Regions from separate parts of the Acanthopagrus latus genome. Here region 1 is linked to region 2. The links are chromatin contacts, called in public Hi-C maps. All regions are on one chromosome and are shown on one strand. The core of a region is the stretch at or near the end of the contact, and the rest is flanking DNA. Distances in the headings are between cores, read along the strand shown.

The links. Hi-C and Micro-C count contacts between places; a contact is called where the count stands out from the background.
Region 1: a contact with region 2 is called in a Hi-C map of liver, with 2.5 times the contacts expected there. The contact joins the promoter of rtbdn here to the promoter of si:ch211-106h11.3 in region 2. A contact is called at or near these places in 2 of 4 Hi-C or Micro-C datasets (liver and muscle).

What each region holds. Positions count from the first base shown.
Region 1 is chr23:5,224,638-5,230,664 of fAcaLat1.1, reverse strand. It overlaps rtbdn (retbindin), which reads left to right and starts at 2,691. Exons shown (of 6, transcript XM_037087747.1): 1 at 2,691-3,001; 2 at 4,167-4,346; 3 at 4,479-4,578. The coding sequence starts at 4,187.
Region 2 is chr23:5,060,618-5,066,912 of fAcaLat1.1, reverse strand. si:ch211-106h11.3 (CCN family member 1) reads left to right here and starts at 2,025. Exons shown (of 5, transcript XM_037090158.1): 1 at 2,025-2,240; 2 at 4,000-4,213; 3 at 4,900-5,340; 4 at 5,856-6,034. The coding sequence starts at 2,190.

The sequences.
Region 1 (6,027 bases), core at 1,442-3,941, 160 kb before region 2:
ACTGATTTCTAGGTTTTAGGGCTCATTGCTACACCACTCTATTAGCTAACTAACATTATAGGCCATCAACTTTAGATTTCAACGGTTTTCCATTTTAGCTAACTATTTCAACAGTAAATCAGTGAGTCTACTTTACTTTTAGCTAAATAATTTCAACCATATCCATTCTTTGGCTACTTAAACTTTTCGCTAACTATTCGATTGCTATCAGGCCTTTACAATTTTGCCTTTAGCTATCTACTTAAAATTTGTATCCATTGCTTGAGCCTATGTTCAGTTATTTCAACTGTTTATCTATTATTTAGCTTTTAGCTAACTATGTCAACCATTCCATAGCCTACCTACTTTGCTGCTTCAACTTTCTTTTAGCTAACTATTCAATAGTTAGCTATTCAATCTACTATTCAATCTATAATCAATCGATCGATCAAATCGATCATCAGTCGATCAAATATCATATCAACTAGTTCTTCATTAGTTCAGGACTACTTTCAGTTAACTATTTCAACTTTGCTTTTTTTTTTTGCTAACTACACTATTTCAACTGTGATCTATTAGCCATAGACATAGACCTACTTTGCTTTTAGGTAACTTTTTTGTTTTGTTTTTTATTTCAACCATTCATCCATACGCTTGCTAACTATTTTCAAGTTCTCTTTGAGTTCACTATTATCACTAGTGTACTTTTAACTATTTCAACCTAAATTGTTGACATTAAACAGAAGTTATTACAACTTTACTTTTAGTGTCAACTTCTCTCCGTGCTTGCTATCTAGCCTAGCTTTCATACTTGCAGCGATATGCAACTCGACTTAAAAAAATAGCAACTGATTTGATCTAACAGTTGGTTACACCCCGGGGCACGAGCGGCCTACTCTTGGTCGGCGATCACAACACATCTCATACTCCTGCTCCTATGAAGAGTTTGGTGACAGGTTCCCCACTTCTCACCTTTTATTTCCAAAGGTCCGTGCGGAGGGTTCAATTGTCTACCATCCGAGGGAAACAGGTCAGTGGAACAACAAATCAAAGAAACTCTAACTGGCGGAAATGAATGTCTGTCATTTAGTGAGATGACAAGGGTGGGTGACACTGTTTGCCAGCTGAGGGCCAGCCTAAGGCCTGAGCACAGGCAGTGACCCAACCCTGTTAAATGAGAGCGACAACAAGGGGACACAGAGAGCAACCATGGCCTGCTTTGTCCTCCCTCTCTCTCTCTGTTCCCTGAATAGCTCTCGCACAAAGGATATCGTTATTCCTTCTCTAATTACCAGATGGAGAGCTGTTTGTCTGCCTTTCGCTCCCCTGCTCGCATCCCCAGAAATAAAGTGCTCTGTGGTTATGACCCTCAGCAGTTATGAAACAGTCTGGTGGACAACGGGGGCCCAAGAGAGCCCTCATTCCCTCATTTCCTCATTCAGCTCATACAGCGGGACGCTGAGTTGAGTCCCCAGCGAGGAACCGTCTCATCTGCACTCAAATCTGTGCGTTTATGCGACGGCCAATCTGTCCGGCCCCGTCCTGTCCCCTGCGTGGTTTTTTTTTTCGGTTGCCAAAACCAATCATGTCTGAGGCATGTCACCAATCTCGCAGTCTTGGTTTTGGCAGATGTAACTAGGCCACAAGACACTCTCCATCTGCTCCTCTGTGGCCAAAAGCCTTGGGAGGTCACTCAGGGAGAGACAGAGAGAGGGAGAGAGATTCACCCTGCCAGGGATTAGGCTGGTACAGCAGGTCCAAGGGGAGGTGAGATTAAAAGCCAGGAGCAATAATACACGCGTGGTGGAAAAACACACCGGCTGCCCACACTCATGTGCTCACATAAGCCCATTCAGACCCTGTAGTCTCAGACTCTTGCTGAAACGCATGTGAGCGCAAAACCAACGGAAAGAAGGAAGACGCGCTATCAGGGATTATACCTTCTGCTGGCAAGGTCACCAGCTCCCGGTGTGGTGACCTACATGCATCCATTGACACAGGTAGGGGTGGGGGTGGTGGTGGAGGGGGTGGACTGCATTCAGAGAAACCGGCTGAAGTGAACCCCGTCTTTATGAGAACAGGAACAGGGTTTTTTTGCAACGCGCAGCAGCTTCCTCCCGCCCCCGTGCGGTGTTTTGTTCCGCAGAGATTTGTGTTCCCTGTCCTCAGCATATCATGCAGTATTAAATCTCAGCCGTACCCTCCTCTGACCCCGTCATCTGGAAAAAGCCCTGACCTCTAGAGAGAGAGAGAGAGAGAGAGAGAGAGAGAGAGAGAGAGAGAGAGAGAGGCTGGGGGAGGTCAGGTGTGACTCAGCACCACCTGTGAATGATCCTCTCAAAATCAAGGGCAGCACATGCCCCCTGGGGTCTGGTTTGTTTGTTTTCATGATGTCAATTTGAGAAATCTTTTTTTTTGTTTTTCTTGTCAGTGTTTTTATCTTCAGGGCTGCTCGGACACACTCGGATTGAAGGCTGTCAACAAGGAGGATTTGGTAAACATCTCAGTGGGAGATTAACAAGGAGGGAGTCTTTTCTCCCTGTGTTTGTGTGTGTGTGTGTGTGTGTGTGTGTGTGTGTGTGTGTGTGTGTGTGTGTGTGTGTGTGTGTGTGTGTGTGTGTGTGTGTGCAAGAAGGGAGGGAGGGAGAGAGAGAGAGAGAGAGAAAGAGAGAGAGAGGACTTCCCAGCATGGGGCAGAGGGAGGGGGTGAGTCGCCTGGTGGAAGGGACTGAAATGTCCTTCATATAAACCGGTGACAAAGTGGCGAGCAGCGGCCCCCGGGCAGCAGAGATCACAGCCGGCACAGAGAGAGACAGACACAGACAGACAGACAGACAGACAGAGAGAGAGAGAGAGAGAGGGACAGAGAGAAGAGGAGGAGACCGGAGCACCGAGCATCGCGAACAGGCGCTGGATCCAACAGCAACGCACCGGGAGACACGGAGACAACACTGAGCCACAGGAGGAGCGCAGAAAACAGAGGGAACTAATCCGGACAGAGCATCACTTAACCCACCGACAGGTAAAAAATATATATGATAATGATAATAATTAGAATAAATGAATGCAATTAAAATAAAACAGTCGAAACAGTCTGATCAGATTATAACAACACCTGAATCCTCAGGTCGTCGTGATCTCAGAGTAACATTTAGACGGACGTGTGGCAGCTGAAACTACAGGCTCGTGTGAGAATATAATGTAGCGGAAATGCTGAGCCACAGCTGCGACAGCAGATTGGGCAAAAATACCATAAAGTGTCTTGAGGTGAGTGTAAACTCACTAATGAGCGTCACCAGACTCCATAGGAAAAACTGGAAATTTTTTAAATTTGTTTCCACCTCAAGGTTTGTGTATACATTTTATTTTATTAAGCTGTTCTCAGTATGTTGCAAATTGTACAAGCTACTGCCTGAGTCTTATTCATTTATTTATTTATTTATTTATTTATTTATCTATCTATCTATCTATCTATCTATTCATTTACTTATTCATTTCTTTTAGTATAGCTTTGTACACCTTTGAACGGGTGTCCATTGACAGATTTTGGTGATAAAGACTTTCCCGCGCTAGACTTTTTTACATTTTATTTCTATGTATTTATTTAGGATTTTTTTTCTTTTCCTTTTTTTTATTTGAATTGCATAACTTATTTGCAAAAGCCTATAACCACATCAGTGTTCATTTGTTTACAATTTAGTATTACTCTAATAGGCTTTAGGCTTCTCTAAGTGACCTAATGTGCCAAACTTCTGTTGTATCTTCTCTGTTGTGTAAAACCGGGCCACGCCGGTCCTGTCCGGGGGCCACGCCGCCGGGTCCGACAGATTTGTTTAATTTGTGTTATGTAGGCTACACATCGGCCAGCCGCTTGTTAGATTAAACAGCTCCGCATGTCACCGGGCTCAGCACAGTGCCTCAGTCTCACCTAATTAGGCTCACCCCGTATACTGGGTCACCACATGCAGGGCTCACACGGAGCTAAACAGCCTGAGCTGGATGTCTCACTCACACCGCATCACTCACTGTAGTATGACATAACTGAAACTAAGAGGCGTGAGAGGGAACAGATTTAAAATGTGTTAGAGCGGAGTTTTCGATGTGTTTTCATGAAGCCATTTGTATTCATTCCATGTAGATGTGTGTTTTCATTCTGCCTCTGTCCATTGTGCTGAACTCTCCCCCAGACGTGTTTGTGGCTGCAGAGATGGGTGTCACCTCTCGCCCCCTGCTATTGGTTTGCGTGTGTTTGGTGGCCGCGCTGATTGGCGGAGCTCACTCCGAGGGGGTGTGTCTCCAAGACGGCAAACACAAGGCCACGCCCAGCCCGGAGCCGCACCTGAGGGAGTGTGCGCTGTACTCTGACAGTGAGTGACTGCGTGGTTGTCTCTAAACACTTAAGAGCCTAATGATGTAATGAGACCCCCCATGAGAATATCAAAGTAAATCTGCTAACTGACAGCTGGCTCAATATCTGTTCTCATATCCTCTCATGACAGATAGCTGCTGCATGGATGAAGACATCCAGGATATCTCCCATGTTCCCTCTGTCCTCAACAAGAATGAGCCATGGGACAAGTGTGGCCCTCTGAGCTCTGAGTAAGTCTCACCCAGCAGAGATCCTGCTGATCTGGACTCTGCAAATTTGATGCTGAATTGTGTAACTGATGTTTTTAAAATCAGCAATGGCTCACATAACCAACTCTCTGTTTCCAGTTTCACCCTTTCCAGTCGCACCATATTTAAAAACAAACAAACAAACAAACAATTGTCCGCTTCCTACTTTAAACGAGCTAACGGACAAAGTTAGCAGCTAATGCTAGCAAATAGGGTAAAGCGTATTTGCCACTTTTCTGTGGTGGAGACCAAAATCAGAGCTAAAATAGGGATCAGCAGTCTCCTTTAATTCAGTCAAGCCTACCCACTATTAAATAACACATATCTTAATCTGCTAGATCGGCTTTCCGCATCACATCGTACCTACCCACTGATATCAGCCGCCTAAATACACTTTGTCTTTTTCAACAAGATCCACACTTTATTCACTGTGAAATTAACAAAAATGTTGCAGATCTCACAGTGTTAAAGAAGGTGAGAGAATAATTCCTGGATCACTCGCTTTATCCGTATCCACACCAAAAAGTTAATTGGGTCTGTTCCTGTCTTAGACCCATCTTCCATCCAAGTGTCCTGGTAATCCGTCCAGTAGTTTTTGTGTAATCCTGACGGCAAACCAATCAACCAACAAACAGACAAACGGGCACAGTTGAAAACATAACTTCCTCAGCGGAGGTAAATTAATGTCAGTGTTGCCCTGCTAGATGTGTAAACAGGCAGCTGTTGTCACTAGCTGCGTTGCCATCAAACACATTTTTATGTGTATTCTGAAGTATCACATCAGAAAAGGTCGACGGAAATGGCAAAAACCGGAGAGAAAAAAAAAAACAAGTTCAATTTTGCAAAACAGTGTTTATGCTCGCTTGAGGCGGTTCTTGCCTGTTTTGCAAGAGAGCTAATGCTCTCCCACCGAAGCGTCTGCTGTGCCGAGATGGAGATGAAAACAGCAGCAGATTAAAGCTCCTCGTCGCTCCGCGCAGATCTGATGTGACCTTCCTCTAATTAATACGTCAAACGAGCAGAGAAGTCATATTTCCATCGTGTTTTCTATATTGTTTTTCACTTTCATTTGCGGCACCCTCTGCGCCGCCTTTTTCTTAAACGGTACAATGGAGAACTGGTGTCGCCCGCTGCTTTCCTTAATGAACCAACTCTTATAATTGCATGTGAGTGGATGGGAACAAGCAGTTTCGCATTTTCTTGTGCTGATTTTCCTCAAAGAAATCGGTTGTGACGCCGGTTTAAGTAGCTTCAATGTAAGTATCACATTGTGCAATGATCTTATTCTGTGAGTGCTTATTTCAAGGCTGCTCTTAAGCTTTATTGAGTGAAATGTTCAAACCCACCACAGAAAATAACTTTGAGATTTTGAACAAGTCTGTGGGATGAATAATGAGACGCGTCAGTGGGTCGCTGGCTCCTTCATCCAGC
Region 2 (6,295 bases), core at 776-3,275:
TTGCCAGCCTGGAGTGGCTACTCAAGGAAATGCAGGTTTTGGTCCTTTCAGATTGGCTTCATTTCCTAGCACTGAGGTTTCAGCTTAGTTACAAAGTTATACTATTTTAAAAGGCTTCACCGAACTGACCCTAATGTGGCTCGTAATTACTGTTTGGTACTGTGTGTTTTTACGCTGCGTTGTTGTATGCACGCTGTCTGTTATATGTTCTGTCTGTCTGATGGGTACAGTGCTGTGAAAAAAATACTTGGTGGGAAAGTGGTGCGCCAAACATTTTGGCTGACTGTCAAGGTTGTTTAGCTGCCTTGAAGGGTTGTTCACATAACTGTTCCCTGTTGAAAACATCTCTTTCTGGCTATTCTGGCACCATATGAGTGCAAAATAAGCCATATCATGCTAACACATGCTAAACTATGATTGTGCATGATAAACATTGTAGCTGTTAAACACAGACACTAGTGTTAGCATTCAGCTCACAGAGATGCTGGCCTGACTGTTGAGTTTTAGTCTTGTGCAAATTTCAGTTCGTTTGCAAATTCAATGGACACAAGTTTTTTAAAAATCTGTTCCATTGTGCAACAGACAGAATATTTTTTCATCCAGATGTTTGGAGGAGTCATTGACGTTACTAGAAAGACTTTCAGAAAAGTGCTGAAAGTTCTAAAGTGACTTTATGCGCTCATTTTTCATATGCTTAGCTCTGACTCAAGCATAATGGTACCATGTGAGAGGCACAAAATGAAGCTGTACGTGCTTTCGTACTTTTGAGTGCTATTGGAGTGAGCCGGTGTTATGCAAATATGAGTATGCCTGCAAGAGGTGTATGCAATGCACAACGTTACTAAATGCACCTCTCTATAAGTGACCATTTGGTTAAGTGCAGGGGTGGTTTATAGAGAACGGGAGGGGGTTGATATCTTCCTCGTCAACACAAATGACTGCAGACACCCCCCTGCTTAATGATACATTTTAGGGAAACTGCAAGGGAAAACAACAATTTAGCCACCCACAATCCCTCTCACTGAATCTCCGCAAGCAGCCCACTGTGGCTGCCTGTGTCAGTGGTGAACACTTCGATGCAACGCTGGTGTGTTTGAGAGCCCATAAATGTGGAATATGTATTTAAGCCTCTCACATAGAGTATCAGTGTGTACGTTAGCCACCAGCTCAGGTAGAGCAGATGGCTGGTTTCCTGTGTGCGTGTCTGCGGGAGTGACAGGAAGATTATCCAGGCGGTCCTCACCTCCGCTCAATGAAAACCTTAAACCAATTGAACTGAATTCTTGTCTGTTTACATGGTGTGTGTGTGTGTGTGTGTGTGTGTGTGTGTGTGTGTGTGTGTGTGTGTGTGTGTGTGTGCAGGCCTGGGAACCTCTGAGTAGGTAAAAGGGATGTAGGGGCTAAAGACAGGATATGGAGGGGAGGAAAAAAGAGTGATGAATTGCACGGGAGATTATCATAATCATTTTCAACATCACTATCACTCAATCACGTAGCTGTACCCTGCTCAACGGAACACTCTGCTCGCCTTGTACATGCACTTTATCTGTCCAGCTCTTGTCTAAAAGTATTTTTATAAAGTGGGGGAAGGAAATTCCTTGCTGTTTTCTATGGCTGCCCCCAGTATTAATGTAGCACAGACTAGCAGCTGAGTATATTTATTTTACCTTTCACAAAGCAGCAGCCGGACAGAGGTATGCGTGTGAAAAGAACTTAAAAGCATCAAAAATATTATTTTCGCTCAAACATAAATAAATAAACACCCAGAAGCCAGGTCCTCTTTGGAATGTAGTAATTCTGAATTTTTATGAATGACTGCATTCATGCTTGGCCACGCCCCCCTCCTCCAAACCCCCGCCCTCTCCTCCCCTCCCTGTCGGGGATACCTTGGCCGCGCGCCTGCCTCCTAATTGGTTGAAGGAGGTCCGGGGTGGGCGTGGCTGCCATAAAAAGCACGGGGCTGATATAAAAACAAGGCTCAAACTTTGATCGAGGAAAATTTACAACTGATGGGAGACATTTGGGGAGCAGTGCGCAAGTCGGATTTAATCTCTGTGGACAAAAGCTATTGTTTCTAAGCCGGTGGAGGATTTATTTTTATTTTTTATATATATATATATATATATATATATATATATTTTTTTTTTAAAAACAACTTTTCTCCTCTTTGATGTGAATCAGCTGACAGCATGGGGATTCTGCTTATAGCTGCTGTCTTGCAAGTGATAACAGTCGGCTTGGTAAGTCTGCTCTCTGTCGCTGCTCCATGTACACACTGAGGAATAACACTCACGTGCCTGTACTCTACTGTAACAACAGCTCGAGCGGATTTGAGCTGCAGTCGTCTGGTTACATTTACAGCCTAATCTACCGCCCGCGCCCCTGCCGTATTGCATATCAAAGTAAACGGTCTGATGAAATCTCACCCACTATTCATCTCCACACAAGTGGATCATCACGTCGAAACTATACACCTACTCCCTCCTGCAACATGACTCAACGTTTTTGACAATGTTTGGAGAGCTTGTGGTAATATTTTCTGGTTTCCAACATGTGGCTCGGGGACCACTAGAAGTCCACGAGGAATTGATATCCGGATGGTTAAGGATAGGAGTGCACAGTGGCCCCTAAGTGTGTTACACTGTAGTTTATTATGGAATCACTGATTCATTGATGTGTAAGTAGTTGTTGCTGGAGCCAATTCGTCCCTTTGTCAAATACAGTTGGTTATAAGTGCCAAATGTGCCTTGTGCGTAAAATCATACACAGCAAAGTAACTTAGAACTAAAGCTGTTCATTAAATGACGAATAATATTTTCCTCTGAAATGCAATTGAATAGCATAACACTGAAGTACCAGTTAACAAATTTAGTATAGTCCCTTTTCACCACTACTTCTACATACTTATCCACAGTTGAGAGACACGCAGTTTGAATATGCTGATAAAACATGGAGCAAACGCATGTCTGGAAGCTCTTACCGGCCACTGGTTAATAATATTCAAATTATTACGTTACCTCAAGATAACAAAGATCATTTTCATGTGATAATGGAGAAAATTAACCTGTTAGCTCTGGAAAACACTCGTTATTCCATGATAATGTCACGTAAAACTCTTGATCTGGAGAAAACAAATAAAATTGTCATCATTATTTCTGGAAAACTGTTGGCCCATGACCGTTTAGGGCCTCTGTACTTGTGGTTGCCTGGGGTATTTGTAAATGTTTGAAAGGTTTCTTTCACCTTTTACAAACTACATGTGCCCTCGCTTCTATCTCTGTGACGGTCCAAAATTACCCTACAGTAATATTATCCAACAGTTATACAAATGACGCCAAAAATACACGTTAAGGTCAATATGAACCCATTGCACACTATAAATACCTACAGGATTATTAAGGGACTTGTATTTGGGGGATGTTTCAAGTACCAGGTCATACTGAGTGATGAAGCTATTGTCACTGCCTTGTGTAGCGTCCAAATTTCTGAGACCCACTTCAGTGACATAGACTGGTGAAAGTGACACACCAGAGGACCTGGCCCGGGTTTAGACACTGGCAAGGTCAGGAAGGGCTCCCTTCAGATGATCTGACTGTGGACAGTCAGATGAGCCGCTCTCTGTGATCTCAATGCCTGCTGGGAGTTGTTGGCGTGGCCCTGGTGTGTGAGGAACAAAAGATGTAGGAGCAGGGAGGTGAGTGGGAGGTGGGTGGTGGGGGGGCGGTCAGAGAGCGTACCTTTCATCCCCGCTTTGCCTGGCGAATGCCAAGCGGAAGGCGACAGAGGGTTACAGATATCCCTGTGGGGCCTGGGACAGTGCTGGGTATTCAGCTAATGTTTAAGCCTCACACACTTTGAGGAATTTCTGTGATCTGTGTAATATGAGACTCACTATTGTCCTGGTGGGCTCAGTGTGCCTTGCATGGAAAATGAACTGAATGAAGCTGTTTTGCTAACATTCAGACTAACTTAAGTGCACTCTTATGTCCGTCACTGTAGGTGACTGCTGGATGTCCGGTGGTGTGTGACTGTCCGGCAGGGCCTCCATCCTGTCCCCCAGGAGTGAGCTCAGTTCCGGACGGCTGCGGATGCTGCAAGGTGTGTGCCGCTCAGCTCAACCAGGATTGCCACGAAGGGCTGCCCTGTGACCACCATAAAGGCCTGGAGTGCAACTATGGCAATGATGTGGGCCGGACCCATGGCATCTGCAGGGGTGCGTATCACAGAGGAGGTGGTGGTGGAGAGGCTGAGAGAGAGGAGGGGGAGGGCTGGAGGGCTGGAGGGTCAGATGCAGGAGGAGTTTTGGGGTTTAGATTGGGCAGAGTTTGGGGTTGAGCGAGGGAATGTGTAACTTCAGGGTGGGGATTCTGGCTTCCGAGCCAAGCGGCTGGAGTCTCTCTTTGATAGGGGCTTCAGGTTTGAAGCCCGTGCCACGTTTCAAAAACAGAGCACCTTCATGAGCTGCGACTGAAACCTGGCCAACTCTGGGATTTATATAAGTAGTTCAGTGTGTACACAAACAGTCCCATGAAATGCACACACGCACGCACGCACAGTGGTATTTTTATATGTGTGTTTATTTGGGGGTGTTTCTATATAAAGGGGGGTATCTGGGGTGTTCTGTGGGGAGTCCCTCAGAGGGAGCAAAGGGGAACGACATTGTAAACAAGTCAAAAATTCCTCTCAGGTCTAAGAATAGAGCTTGCTTCATAAATCTGGAGATAGTGTGTCTGTCCCTCGCTCTTCTTGTCTGCCTTCCATGCATATCAAAGATAGGCTTACATAAGAGTCACTTCCTGTTTGTCCTTACTTCCTGTCACTTTTTCAGATGAAGAATATTTGATATCTGAACCCTAAGGTTTTGTTCCTCAACCTGTCTGTCTGCTTCCTTTCCCTCAGCGAAGGCAGAGGGCCGCTCGTGCGAATACAACGGGCGGATCTATCAAAACGGCGAGAATTTCCGCGCTGGTTGCAAGCACCAGTGCACCTGCATCGATGGAGCAGTGGGATGCATCCCCCTCTGCCCCAGCCACGTGCCCCTGGCGTCCCCTTCCTGTCCTGCCCCGCAGCTGGTCAAGGTGCCAGGCCAGTGCTGCCTCAGCATCGACTGTCACAAGGGAAGCACCGTTGTGCCCCCAGTGCACCGCCGACCCCAACCTCCAGCTTACCCGCCCTACCCCTTCATCCCCTACCCGTCCTACCCTTACCCGAAGCCTTATCCAAAACCGTACCGGAAACTGTACCCCTACAAACCCAAAAAGGAGAAGGACACCCTTGGCAACGAGCTGGTGGACGTGGGGCGCAAGTGGGACAAGCCGCGTGGAAACAAGCACCTGGCGGGTAAGGGAGGCTGCCGCCGCGTCGCCTCACTCAGAGTGCCGTCTGTTTCCTCTGCGCAGTAAAGCATCATGTTTATGTTTTAGCCATTTTAGCCTCCTGACGCACAAACGGCCTCACTGTGAGCCTTTCCCCTCTGCATCTGCCTATGTGTGTGTGAGTGTCAGCATTTACGTGAGGCGTGTTTTCCACTGGCTCCTTGCACACCAGAGGTGCTCTCTCTCTGTGTGCTCACACACACACACACACACACACTGCTCTCACACAGCACATACCTCTGTCACCCAGCTTTCCCCTCTCTGTAATCACCCTCTCTATGCGTCAGTGTTGCCTGTTCAGTGAATGAGGCTAGTGTGCTTTGCATCTCTGGTCCTTTCCTTCTCCCTCTCTCTCCCACTGGCCCCCCCCCCCCCCAAAACTCCACTTTTGCGGATCTCGCTTCTCTTTCTCTGACCCTCCGTGTTCTGCATCGTGCATTGTCGTCGTCCCTCACACCACCTGTCTTTAATCTCTCCTAGCCTGGAGGCAGGTGGGAGATCAGTGCGTGGTTCAGACTACTTCCTGGTCCCAGTGTTCCCGGAGCTGTGGGATGGGCGTCTCCTCTCGTGTTACCAATGACAATGCCCGGTGTAAGCTGATCAAGGAGACGCGCCTGTGCAACATTCGGCCCTGTAGCTCCATGTCTGTCCCTGTCAAGGTGAGGAATGTCTTTGGTGCTTTTAAGATTCTCATAAGGGGATACATTACAGTCCTTCAACCGTGCAGTCCAGCTACTGTGCTAAATAGATTCAGGAAAGGATTGCTTTCAAGGGCTCAGATTGGTATTAATATCATGGCATGTATACAGCCCCCCTCCCTGAATTTCTCTGTTCCCGGAGCCCTTTCTGGTAAATTCTGTCTATTCATGGTTCTGTTGCTGTGTGGGGAACATCCCTGGCAGGATGACGACAGAGTTGAT